2 separate regions of the Manis pentadactyla genome follow, and region 2 is linked to region 1. A link is a contact called in public Hi-C data. All regions are on one chromosome and are shown on one strand. Each heading gives the region's core, a stretch centred on a gene start, on an enhancer-like site or on the middle of the called end of the contact. The rest is flanking DNA. Distances are from core to core; before and after follow the strand shown. Region 1 holds the start of C1H21orf62 (chromosome 1 C21orf62 homolog). Region 2 holds the start of LOC118909639 (nucleolar pre-ribosomal-associated protein 1-like).

Region 1 (5,340 bases), core at 982-3,481:
AGCAGTGGAGACGCCCAGAACTCTCCTCTTGTCCTCACTGAACTCAACTCCCAAACAAGCCTCATGGTCCTCTCTCCATGGGACTCAGTTCAGAATTAAGGTAAATGATAAAACTTAAATCAGGTCTGGGGCCCCAGCTGCAATGGCAGTTGAGGGCTTTGCCAGTTGAGTATTTTAGCTTTCCAACGTCTATAGCAGAGGCAGGCAAGAGAGGAAGGTTATGAAATAGAGAGGTTGAGTACTTTCAACTACTACATTAGCCACAATAGTTCTGGAAATTTGGGAAGGCTGGTGAGTGGTTGGCCAGCCTTTCCTTCCTCCATCCTGAGGCATCCTATTGATATATATCACCTCATGCAATCCTCACCTCAACCTTGCAATGAAGTATTGCTATTCCTCCTTTATATATAAGGAAATTGAGGGATGTAACATTTAAGTAATGATGTTCAAAAAGGTAGCAGAATTAAGACTTGATCCCAAATCCAAGTTCCACTAGTCTCAGAGAGTATAATTTATATGTTCACTTTGCTGAAACTAAACACCAACAAGAATGGATTTTATTTTCAATTCCCTTGCTCATGACTATGATTCACTGGCTTCTAAAATGCTGAATAGGCCTGGTGACCTCCCATTTCCAAGGCTTTTCTCTGGCAATTTTCTTAATTGCTTGAGTTGCTTGATCCCACAGGCCACCTGAGCAGCCAGATGACAGGTGTGTCAGGACTATGAGGAGTGAAGAAGAAGGTAGCATTTCTCCATCAGCTCACATCCTCCATTGGCCAAAGAATGCTCCAGGATGCATCACTGTCCATTCCTCTTACATCTGACCACTCCAATTCTAGCCTTTTTTTAAGGTCCAGATCAAATGCTACCACTCTACAATGACGTGTCCAATCTCCGTGGCACAATGTAGCCCACGTCTCTGAAATTCCCATGTATTTTCTTTGTACCTCCCTTCATACGTTTCCCACAATCAACCTACACAACCACCCTTTCCATATTATAACTTCCTTGAAGACAAGAATCACAGCATTTATCTCTGTTGTCCCTTAAACCTCTCAACATGGTACATGCATGTGGTAAGGGTTCACTAGATGAATAGTAGATGAATGAGGTTCCCGAATGAGATGCTCTCTTTAAAATACTATATGGTTTGCATCTAGGGAATTGATAAATCAATTGCTTTAGTTTCCTAGTGAGGCTTTTCTCTATCACCACCATCTGATTTCTCCAGTGTTTAGTGAGCCCTCATTGGTTAATGTATTACATATTTATTTGTTTTGTTGCTTTTAACCTTTAAAAAAGCAAACTAAAAAAGTGAACAGGGTATCCCCAGTGGATAAAAATTCTTTGATTTGCTCAAAATAGACAAATACACTGACAGAACAGACTAGCAAACTAACAAAGTCCCTGTCATCTTTCACCCAACAGAGCCCTGATATCTATACACCATCAATCCATTTGCAGAAATAATCAAATGTGCATACCAAAAACTTAAATTTCCCATGGGGAACAACCTACCAACTCAAAACAAATGGGAAACAAAATGAGTAGAAAGTAAAAGTAAAATTTGGAAAGACAGAATCAGCATGCTAAGTTCCATTGCTTCTGTTTGTTTTCTTGGTTATTGTTTTTTTGACTGAAGAATGGCTGATGTACAGTGTGTTGGCTTCAGGTGGACCACATAGTGATTCCACAATTCCATACATTAAAGAAAGTGTAGTTTCTTCCTGTCACCACAGAGACATTGCCGTGTTACTATGTTCCTGATGCTGCGCTTTTCATCCCTTTGACTTGTTTGTACTATAATTGAAAGTTTAGATTCACCTCTGGGATCCAAGGAAAGATGTGCCCATGAGATTGATGAATGTTTCTTGGTTCTGTTAGACCAATCCACTGGGCATCTTGGTGGAACTTCCAAAAATGTCAAAAGATAGCCTCAGAAAAAAATAAAACCATGATTCTCATACAGAAAAAGAGAGAGAGCAGGAAAGAGAGAGAGAGAGAGAGAGAGAGAGAGAGAGAGAGAGAGAGATCTACATGTTTGGAGGTAAACTTAGTTCATTTTCTCTTTGGAACAACTATGTAGGCCATTTTCTACACTGATTCAGGCATCTGCCATACATAACAATTCATCAGGCCAAAAAGAGTGCAACAAATCATGGAAGTAAAAGCCTCAAGGAATCTCCATGTTCTGCACTCAACCCACTCAATTTCCTGCTAAAGCAGAATTTCTTCCGTGACTGCCAGCCCATTAGGGTCAGCATACAGCAGCAGTCTCCTTTGTTCCTTCTGTAAACTTTCCACTTTAGAATCCCCAGGAGAGTGGCCAGCAGTCACCAAGGCAGGTTCTCTCCTGTCGTGTGGTAATGAAACTGGCAGGCTGGCGGCTTCCTCCTAGTTGCCATGGAAATCACCAGGGCTGCTGGCCCTCTGAAAACAGAAAACAGCAAGGGCGAGGGCCCGCAGTCCACCCCGCCCTGCAGATTAAACCAGTCTCAAGCCAGAGCCAAGGATTGAGCAGAGGTCTGTGGAGTGGAGAAGTGAGCCTCACACTGGAACTCCGAGGTGTAAGTGGTTTCTCTGTTCTTCTGTTTTGAAGGCATGTCTAGCATAACAGGCAGTTTTTAATAACCTCAGAATTTCTGCTGCATGGCAGGCAAGTTCTGTGGCGGTTTGAAGAGCCAGTGTCCGCATCACTGTCTTCTTGGAGCATTTGTATTTCCTGAACATAAGGTAACAGTTCTGGGTGGCTTCCCCATGAGACAATTTTTTCAGCTTTCAGGCATATGAATTGCTCTTTATTGAGATTCTGCCTTTAAAGGAAGTATTTTCACTGCATTAAGCAAAGAATGAAATGGTTTTTCTATTTAGTTTCTAAGTAGATAAACTAACTTAGGCTATTATAATATAACACGTATCTTCATGGAGCCTGGGCTTCTTGTTTCTACTTTAAAACATCTGGCCACCATCTTTTCCTATTTGTCTTCAATTCTAAATAACAATTAAACAAAAGAGGTATCAATCATCTCTCTTTTCCTTACTGTGATTCCAAAGAAAATAAGAAACTCTCAAAACATAAGCTTCCACTATTTCTTTGCTGTTTTTATCTAATAATACTGTATTTATTACTTATTTACTCACTACTTATTAGAAAACACAGGTTAAGGCAAAGCTAAAATTCTGATGAACATTAACATTTGGACGGGTTGGTTAGCTTTTTAAAAAATTTGTCATTTACTCAAATGTGAATAAAACATGATAAATACTGTAGTAAAAAGCAAGATAATGAGGATGTTTTAGAAAACCAGTAGTCCTTACACAGCTCTGCATAGATTTCATTGTTTAATAAACATATTGTGGGGCAGGTTTTTAGCAATAAGTGTGTTGGTATACTGAGGAAAGAAAATATTTCAGAGGAATTGTGCATAATATCGATAAAAACCTGTCCTTAAAAACCAGCAAAAGTATCAAACCACACTTGTTTGAAAATTTTTTAATGAAAAGAGTGATCTTTGGGAAGTTTTTAACTTTTGTTTTTATACCAAATAATGAAGTATGTTTGTGTGTAACAGAACTTGTTTCATTCCTTTTGTTTCCAATTCATCTAGCATGAGGGTTCCATATACACTAGGTTAAAGGCTACAGAGTCTGGTAATAGAATACAAGGCATGGAAGTTCACTTGAATAGGAACATGACCCTGGGATGGGAATGACACTATAATTTCCACCATGACTCCCTTGTCATATTTGGCTGTCTGAGTTGAAGTCTTAGCTGTTTCCTACTGGCTCTAGGACTTGGAGCAAGCTGTATAATTTCTCTGTGTCTCCATTTCCTGATATGAAAATGGGGCCATAATATCTACCTTTAGGATTATTGCAAGGATTAAGTGACATATAATGTATAAAGCACTTTGAACAGTAACTAGCACTCATTAAATGTTACTATTAATCAATAAAAATTTCCTAACTGCAGTTAGTTTTCAACACATATGCATCTCTCCATTTCAAATTTCTTATTTGAAACTACACTGTCCGTTATCAATGACCACTTTCTCTGTATAGCTTGTTTAGCCTTGGGACCACAGGGCTTGAGGGGCTGTAAATGGTCATGCAGTAACATTTCTTCTCTACCTGGTAGTTTGAATTCTCTTGGGGATCAAGAGTTATGTACTTGGCAAATTAAGTTTGAGGTGTCAGACATTCAGATAGAATTATCAAGTAAGGTGTTGGATGTTGGAGCATGTAGTTCAGGGAAGAGTTTGGGAGCTGGTTAACCATCAGCACATAGATACTATTTAAATCCATGGGTTAGCATGCAATCTCTGAGGAAGTGGATAAACAGTGAAGAGAGTCAGGCACTGCGCCAAGGAAATGCAACAATGTCAGAAAACAAGGAAAGATGCCAGCCAGGGACTGCAAAGGAGTGGCCATGACGTAGCAAGCAAAAGAGGATAATGTGGTATCATGATGAGAAAAAAGTTATTTACTCAAGAAAGAGGGAATAAGCAACCGTGTCAAAAGCTGGTGAGAAGTCAAGCAAAATGAGATGAGATTAATCCCTGGATTTGGCACCCTGTGGTGTGGGAGTCACGGGGAACCTGGTAAGAAGGGTTTCGAAGGTGGGGGGTGGTAAGAACAGCCTGATTGAAATGGCTTAGAAATCTCACACAAACAGGCACTGGGCTCACTGTATGAGTCCAGATTTGCTTATAAAAGCTTGTTTTAAACTTCTTTTAATGTACACACAGGTATCCATGTAAGAAAGACAGGTTTGAGGCAGGCATGAACTGTCATCCATGCCCCTCGCTTACCAAAGTTTCGTGAAAGAGGCAGGATTTGAAGCCAGTTTAAAGATGAGAGTAGTTTCTTGGCATATGAGAAATAGCAAACACTCCTAGACACAGGAAGCAATATGAACAGCATGAGAGAGGCGCATCTCTCTTCCCCCCATGCACACACACACGCACACAAGGACTTGTTCCCACAGTATCCCCCTGAATCTTCTCCTTTCCAGTTTCCATCCATTGTCCGTGAAACGATCACTTCCCATTTGCATCTCTGAAATGCCTGGTCTCCACAGTCATGAATGAAGCCAAAATCTTCTCTGTGGCCAGAGAAACTAAAAGATTCATTTGGAGACATGCCTAGACACCATTTCATGGGAACTCAATTTAGCCCAAATTTTGATGCCTAAATTATCCACTCGAGCTCTGCTGTTGGCACAAAAATAATCTTCAAGGAGTTCTCAATGAGATCAGGAGCCATTTGTTTTTTAAAAATAAACTTATTTCAGGATAGTTTTAGACTTACAGAAAAACTGTGAAAATAGCACAGAGA
Region 2 (5,340 bases), core at 1,711-4,210, 300 kb after region 1:
ATCATATTCTCAATGACACTGCAAGTCCCTTGGGGGCAGGGATACTGTTATACTTCTTAAGAATTATTATGGCTGGTTGTACAATGCATACAGCAAACATTGGTGGATACTGGTATTTTGTCAACTTGAGTGAGGAAGCTGTAGAGAAGCTGTAGGTTTATTCATCTCTTCTAGCCTGTGTGCACTGTGTCCTTCACTGGAGTCCACAGTGGCCATCTTTGAAAGAGTGCTTCATTCTTCTCATTACTGAACAAGCAGATAACGGAACTGTTCTGATCTCAGCAAATGCTACACTATAACTTTTAGCATTAGAGACTAACACTTGGATCAGAACAGAGAAAGGAAGGTCTTACCTCTCATTCCCCTGATTGCATTAATGGCTTTTATCCAGATGATAAAACACAGATGAAAAAAAAAAAACTGCCCTTACCTGAAACAGTGCAGGTAAGCCAAGATAACTTCACCTTGTGTACAGCAATGTGTACTTCTGAGAGTGGAGGTAAACCTGCTTTAATATTACCTTGAAATGGGCTCTGATTGAGCTTCTCATTTTCACCCTTACTAGAACTTGAATTTAAACTTACACAATTGAAAAAGGAATAAACAAAGACATACACTTAACAGGTGTGAATGAGAAGTGCAGCCTCTGGAGATGAACTGGCCAGCTATGAGAGGTTGGACACTTCCCTTGGCTAATTCATCTCAGTCCAGGGGCTCCTTCATGTATTTGTAGACTCAAAACCCTGCACCTTGAGGCTTTCTGACAGCATTCCAAGAGTCAATCTGCCTTTTAGGATGAACTGAATTAAGCAAGTTCAAGACTCAGGTCTGTGTACTCATTTATATAGTCATTTATTTATTCAACAAATATTTATTGAGCCTTATAATGTGCCAAGACCTGCTCTAGGCAGTGAGAATGGAGCACTGAAATTTGTTTTGTGCCATTATAAAGTGTACATTTCAATAAAGGAGTTTCACAAACAAATATCTAGTATCACCAGTAGGTGATAAGGGCAATAAAGGAAAACAGAGGTAAGAAACAGGAAGTGAAATATGGATAGGAAGAGGTCACAAGAGAGGAGTATGTGCCAAGCAGGTCTGGGCCATGATTCAGAGGGAACAGCAAGTGTAAAGGCCCCGAAGTAGATGCTAACCCAGAATGTTGTAGGAACAGTGATGCTTATCAATAAACCAGACTGTTCTTGGGGGCAAATAAGGTCCCTTCTCTCCAGACAGACCTTTTATATAGAAAGCTGTATCACTATCCAGAAATTCGTTGGTGAGCCTGGTATTTGAACAAGTGGGGCTAGTGACCTGGCATCAAAGACTCAACAGCATCAGGCTTAATCTGAAGTACCCGTCTGTACTCTGAGCCATGCCTCATCAGGTATGCCTCTGGCCAAGGCTGGGATGGGCACTGACAACTTGTTTCTAAATGGGGGTTAGGATTCACTGGGTGAGCGATCCACTGTTTATTAGCTGGGTAGTACTGGCAAGTTCCCTCACCCTCTACGTCTTTGTAAAGAGAGAGAATAATTTGCCCAGGTTGCACGGGCAGAAACTGAATACAGGGCTTTTGACTGTTTCCTACCTCTCCCTGCTGCCTCTATGGTCAGGCTCACTGCAGCTGCAAACAAAGTTGGTGGTTGGCAACCAACCACAGAACAGAAGCACTGTCGACAAAAGGCTGTCTTTACTAATAAGCGGGTTGCCTTTTTCAGCGTGAATTGTGAGCACACCTCTCTCTTAACACTGCCGCATGAGCGCAGATGTGCTGGGGTGACTCTGTCTGACCCACCTGCAACATGGGCATTTCCACAGGCACAACAGTCTTGCCAGGCCAGAGGCTCAAGGTCCACACAATGGGCTTTTTCCACTAGAGATTTGGAAACCCTAACAGGCCACAAAAGACCACGTCCTTAGATACTCATTACACATCAGAGATCACAAGGCAGTATTTGCTCCGACTAGAGGGTTCCGGTAAATCACCGAATTACTCATCTAAGGAACTGGTTCATGATTTACTTGAACACACAACCAAGTATTGATGAAGTCATATTAAATGCACCAGCCTGTTTTTACTTAGTCCTTTACTCCTGAACTTTTTTTCAGAGCATGTAATAACGTCTTACAAAAACACAGTACAATTTTCCCATCAAAGCAGTTTTTCATACACTGCATCACTTTCTCAGCTCAGGACACCCGCAAAAATTAGGTAGGGCTGGCTTTGCTGGCTCTCTTTCAATGAGGGGATCTGAGATATGGAGGCGGCTGCACTGTCCCCCAGAGGTTTTCACAGACCCTACTTCACCCCTGGCGCCCTGCATGGCCAAAAGGGCTCCAGTCCTCTCACCAGTTTAGCGAAGCCTGGGGTGGAGGTCAGTCTGGCGCAACATTGCACCAAACAAACCGGGTAAACTAGGGGTCAGAGTTAGGGGCCTCGCACGACCCTTGGCTCAGGTGCCCGAGGGCGGCCCTCCCGGCATAAGCTTGCCTGGCATTTCGCCAGGAGCATCCACCCTCCGCGTGTCTGCTGGGCCCCGAAGAGGCAAAGCGACACACCCCGCGGAGTGTCATGCATGTTCTTCAATCGGCACCGCTAGAGAGCCCCCAGATCGAGAACTGCTGTGAGCGAGCTCCAATGACGCCCCGGGCTCCCTTCGGGGCATGGAAGATGCGGGGCTTCCACCCGCCAAGGCCCCCGAGAGGCCCGTCGGGGGCAGGGGGCGCGCCCCACGTACTCGTCGCTGCGCAACTCTGCTGGGGTGTCGTAGGTGTCCGCTCGCCCTCAGCCGGGAGTTGATTAGAAACGATGACGGACACAGAGGATAAGTAAAACATTGCACCCACACCACCACCTTCCGGTCCGAAAGCACACCCGCCGCCCCACCCCTTCCGCCGGACCAGAGAGCCCCCCGCCCCCGAGGCCCTGCCCCTTCCTCCTGTCCAGACGTTCTCCCGAGGCCCCGCCCCTTCCGCCGCCGACTTTCCCATTTCCGGACCACGAGTTCCCCTAAAATTTGGCTTTACTCTCCAGCGCGGACCCTGCCAGAACCGCGGGTGTGTGGGTCCCGGCCACCCCAACCTTAGGCATGGGGACCCCCAAGAGGAAGGCCCCGGGCGGCCAGGACGGCGCGGCAAAGCGGGCCCGCCGCGAAGAGCTCACGGGCGTGCGCTTCAAGGCTCAGCTGAGGGACCCGCAAGGCGCGGAGCCGGGTGAGTTTGGGGCAGGCCCGGGCGGGAGCGGGTGCGAGCCGGGCGGCCTCCAGGCCCAGTGTGGGGGCTCCTCAGTCTGCCCCCCACAGGCCCTCCTTTCTGCAGCTTTGCGGTCACCGAGGGTCGGAACCCAGCCTCTCTACCCGCCGACGGGAAACCGAGGCCCGGTGCTTGGGCTCCCAGGGTCCCGGACCGGCCGGGGCCGCTGTGGGTCGGCCCGCCGCACTTCTTGCCCTGCGCTGTCAGTCAAGTCTGGAGGGCTCGACCTGCTATTGTGACAGGCCCCCGCGACTTAACGCCCCCACCTGGCCCGCGCAGCATCCCTGAGCAAGTGCTGAAACCTTTTTATTGCTATTGTTAGGAGAGCAAATAATTGAATTGCTCAGTCACGCAACAAATACTGAAGGAGTTCCGACTGTGAGTCTACTGGGGGCCGCTCAGGGACACACTGTTCCTCCAGGGTGTCAGCGCCATTTTCAATAGCTCTCACCCTCCGAAACTCACACTGACCTGAGAACATGCAGTAAGCTACCAGGTGAAGCCACCACGAGGACTTGGCAGTTGACCGAGGTGGACTAGTGACTGCTGTGGAGCAGATGCTTTAATTTCACATTTGCAAAGTGTGACCACCCTGCACAAGTCCTTGTAATCCATTAGAAAGTATGTAAGTTAGAGGGAAAAAAAGCAATTGAATATTCTAGTACGTGGAAACACCGGTACTGTGCCCAAATAAAACAGTGACAGTGTTTCTTCCAGGTTAGGGAAATGATTAAATTAATGACTAGAATACCTTCCATTTCCAGTTTTTCTGTCATGGGCCAGGTTTTCTGTCATAGTAGGTTTGATACCTGCACCTGCTAGCCAGTGCTAGGAAGGTGATACCTGGTTTAGCACCGAATTAATACATTTCATTCATTCATTCCTTAATTCCTTATTTACTTGGAGCTGTTATTTGCTAGGCAGAGATGAAATGGTGAGTGAAAGTTAGACACCAGCCCTGCCGTTGTGGAGCTCACAGACAGTCCAGTGGGGGGGCAGATGCCAGTAAAATCACACGGGAGCACTTTCAACACAAGTGCCCCAAAGGAAATGGACACAGTGCCTGTGGGCCTCGGACCTGATCTGGAAGAGACAAAAGTCTCCCCTGAGGACGTGGCTTTTCATCAGAGTTGTAGGATGGGGCAGGGACAGAGACAGGAACCTCTGTGACAGAGGAAAGAGCATGTTTAATTATTTCAAAGATTGTATCACATGTGCATTCCTGGTTTTGCCCAGGAGCTCCATGCCACTCAGTGCTGCATGTGAACAGGTTTCAGAAGAAACCCGGGTCAGTGGGTGCACGTGAAGTAGTTGGAAGATGTGGCCAGGCTGAAGTCAGTGGGCGGAAGTGCGAATCCCTTGTGTGAGATACGAACCTGTGTTTCAGTCTGATCTCTATCTTAAACTCTCCATCACTAAATGCCCTCATAACTTCCTGTGATATGCCTTCTTGAAGGTCAGGAAAGTGGGATTGAGGGATGTTACAGGGTTTTGTTTTTATTCAAATATTTGGGAAGGTTTTGATTTTGATTTTATTTTTGTGTCCAGCTTTATTGAGATATTATGGACATAAAACGATTGAAGTTTAAGGTGTACAACGTGATGACTTGATAACTTGTGTGATGAAATGATGACCACAATAAGGTTAGCTAACACCCCGTTCCCTTCTATAATTATCTTTTTTGTGAATGGTGATAATGTTTAAAGTCTACTCTCTAAATAATTTCCATTTGTAATGCAATACTGTCAGTTATAGTCACTGTGCTAGATATGAGATCCCCAGAACATACTTTTCGTGTAACTGTAAATTTCTGCCCTTTGTCCAGCATCTGCCCATGTCCCCCAGTCCCCAGCCCGGGGACCTCCATTCTATTCTGTATGTTTGGCTTTTTTAGCTTCCACATGTAAGTGGAAACATACAGTATTTGTCTTTCTTTGTCTGACTTCTTATACCTGCGGGGAGAGCTGCAAGGCTGGATTGGGAAAGACCCACAGGGTTCTCAGGGGTGGATCACTGTCAGCATCACAGAGGATCCCTGGGTCAAGAACGGCTCTGCTCTAAACCAGTTGCTTTGAAAGTTGTTG

What was found. A called contact is a pair of places that touch in the nucleus more often than the background predicts.
Region 2: a Hi-C map of blood shows a contact between it and region 1, with 3 times the contacts expected there. The contact joins the promoter of LOC118909639 here to the promoter of C1H21orf62 in region 1. A contact is called at or near these places in 3 of 3 Hi-C or Micro-C datasets (blood, fibroblasts and skin fibroblasts).

What each region holds. Positions count from the first base shown.
Region 1 is chr1:185,183,212-185,188,551 of mManPen7.hap1, forward strand. It overlaps C1H21orf62 (chromosome 1 C21orf62 homolog), which reads left to right and starts at 2,232. Exons shown (of 2, transcript XM_036880173.2): 1 at 2,232-2,570.
Region 2 is chr1:185,478,954-185,484,293 of mManPen7.hap1, forward strand. It overlaps LOC118909639 (nucleolar pre-ribosomal-associated protein 1-like), which reads left to right and starts at 2,961. Exons shown (of 39, transcript XM_036880308.2): 1 at 2,961-3,216. The coding sequence starts at 3,093.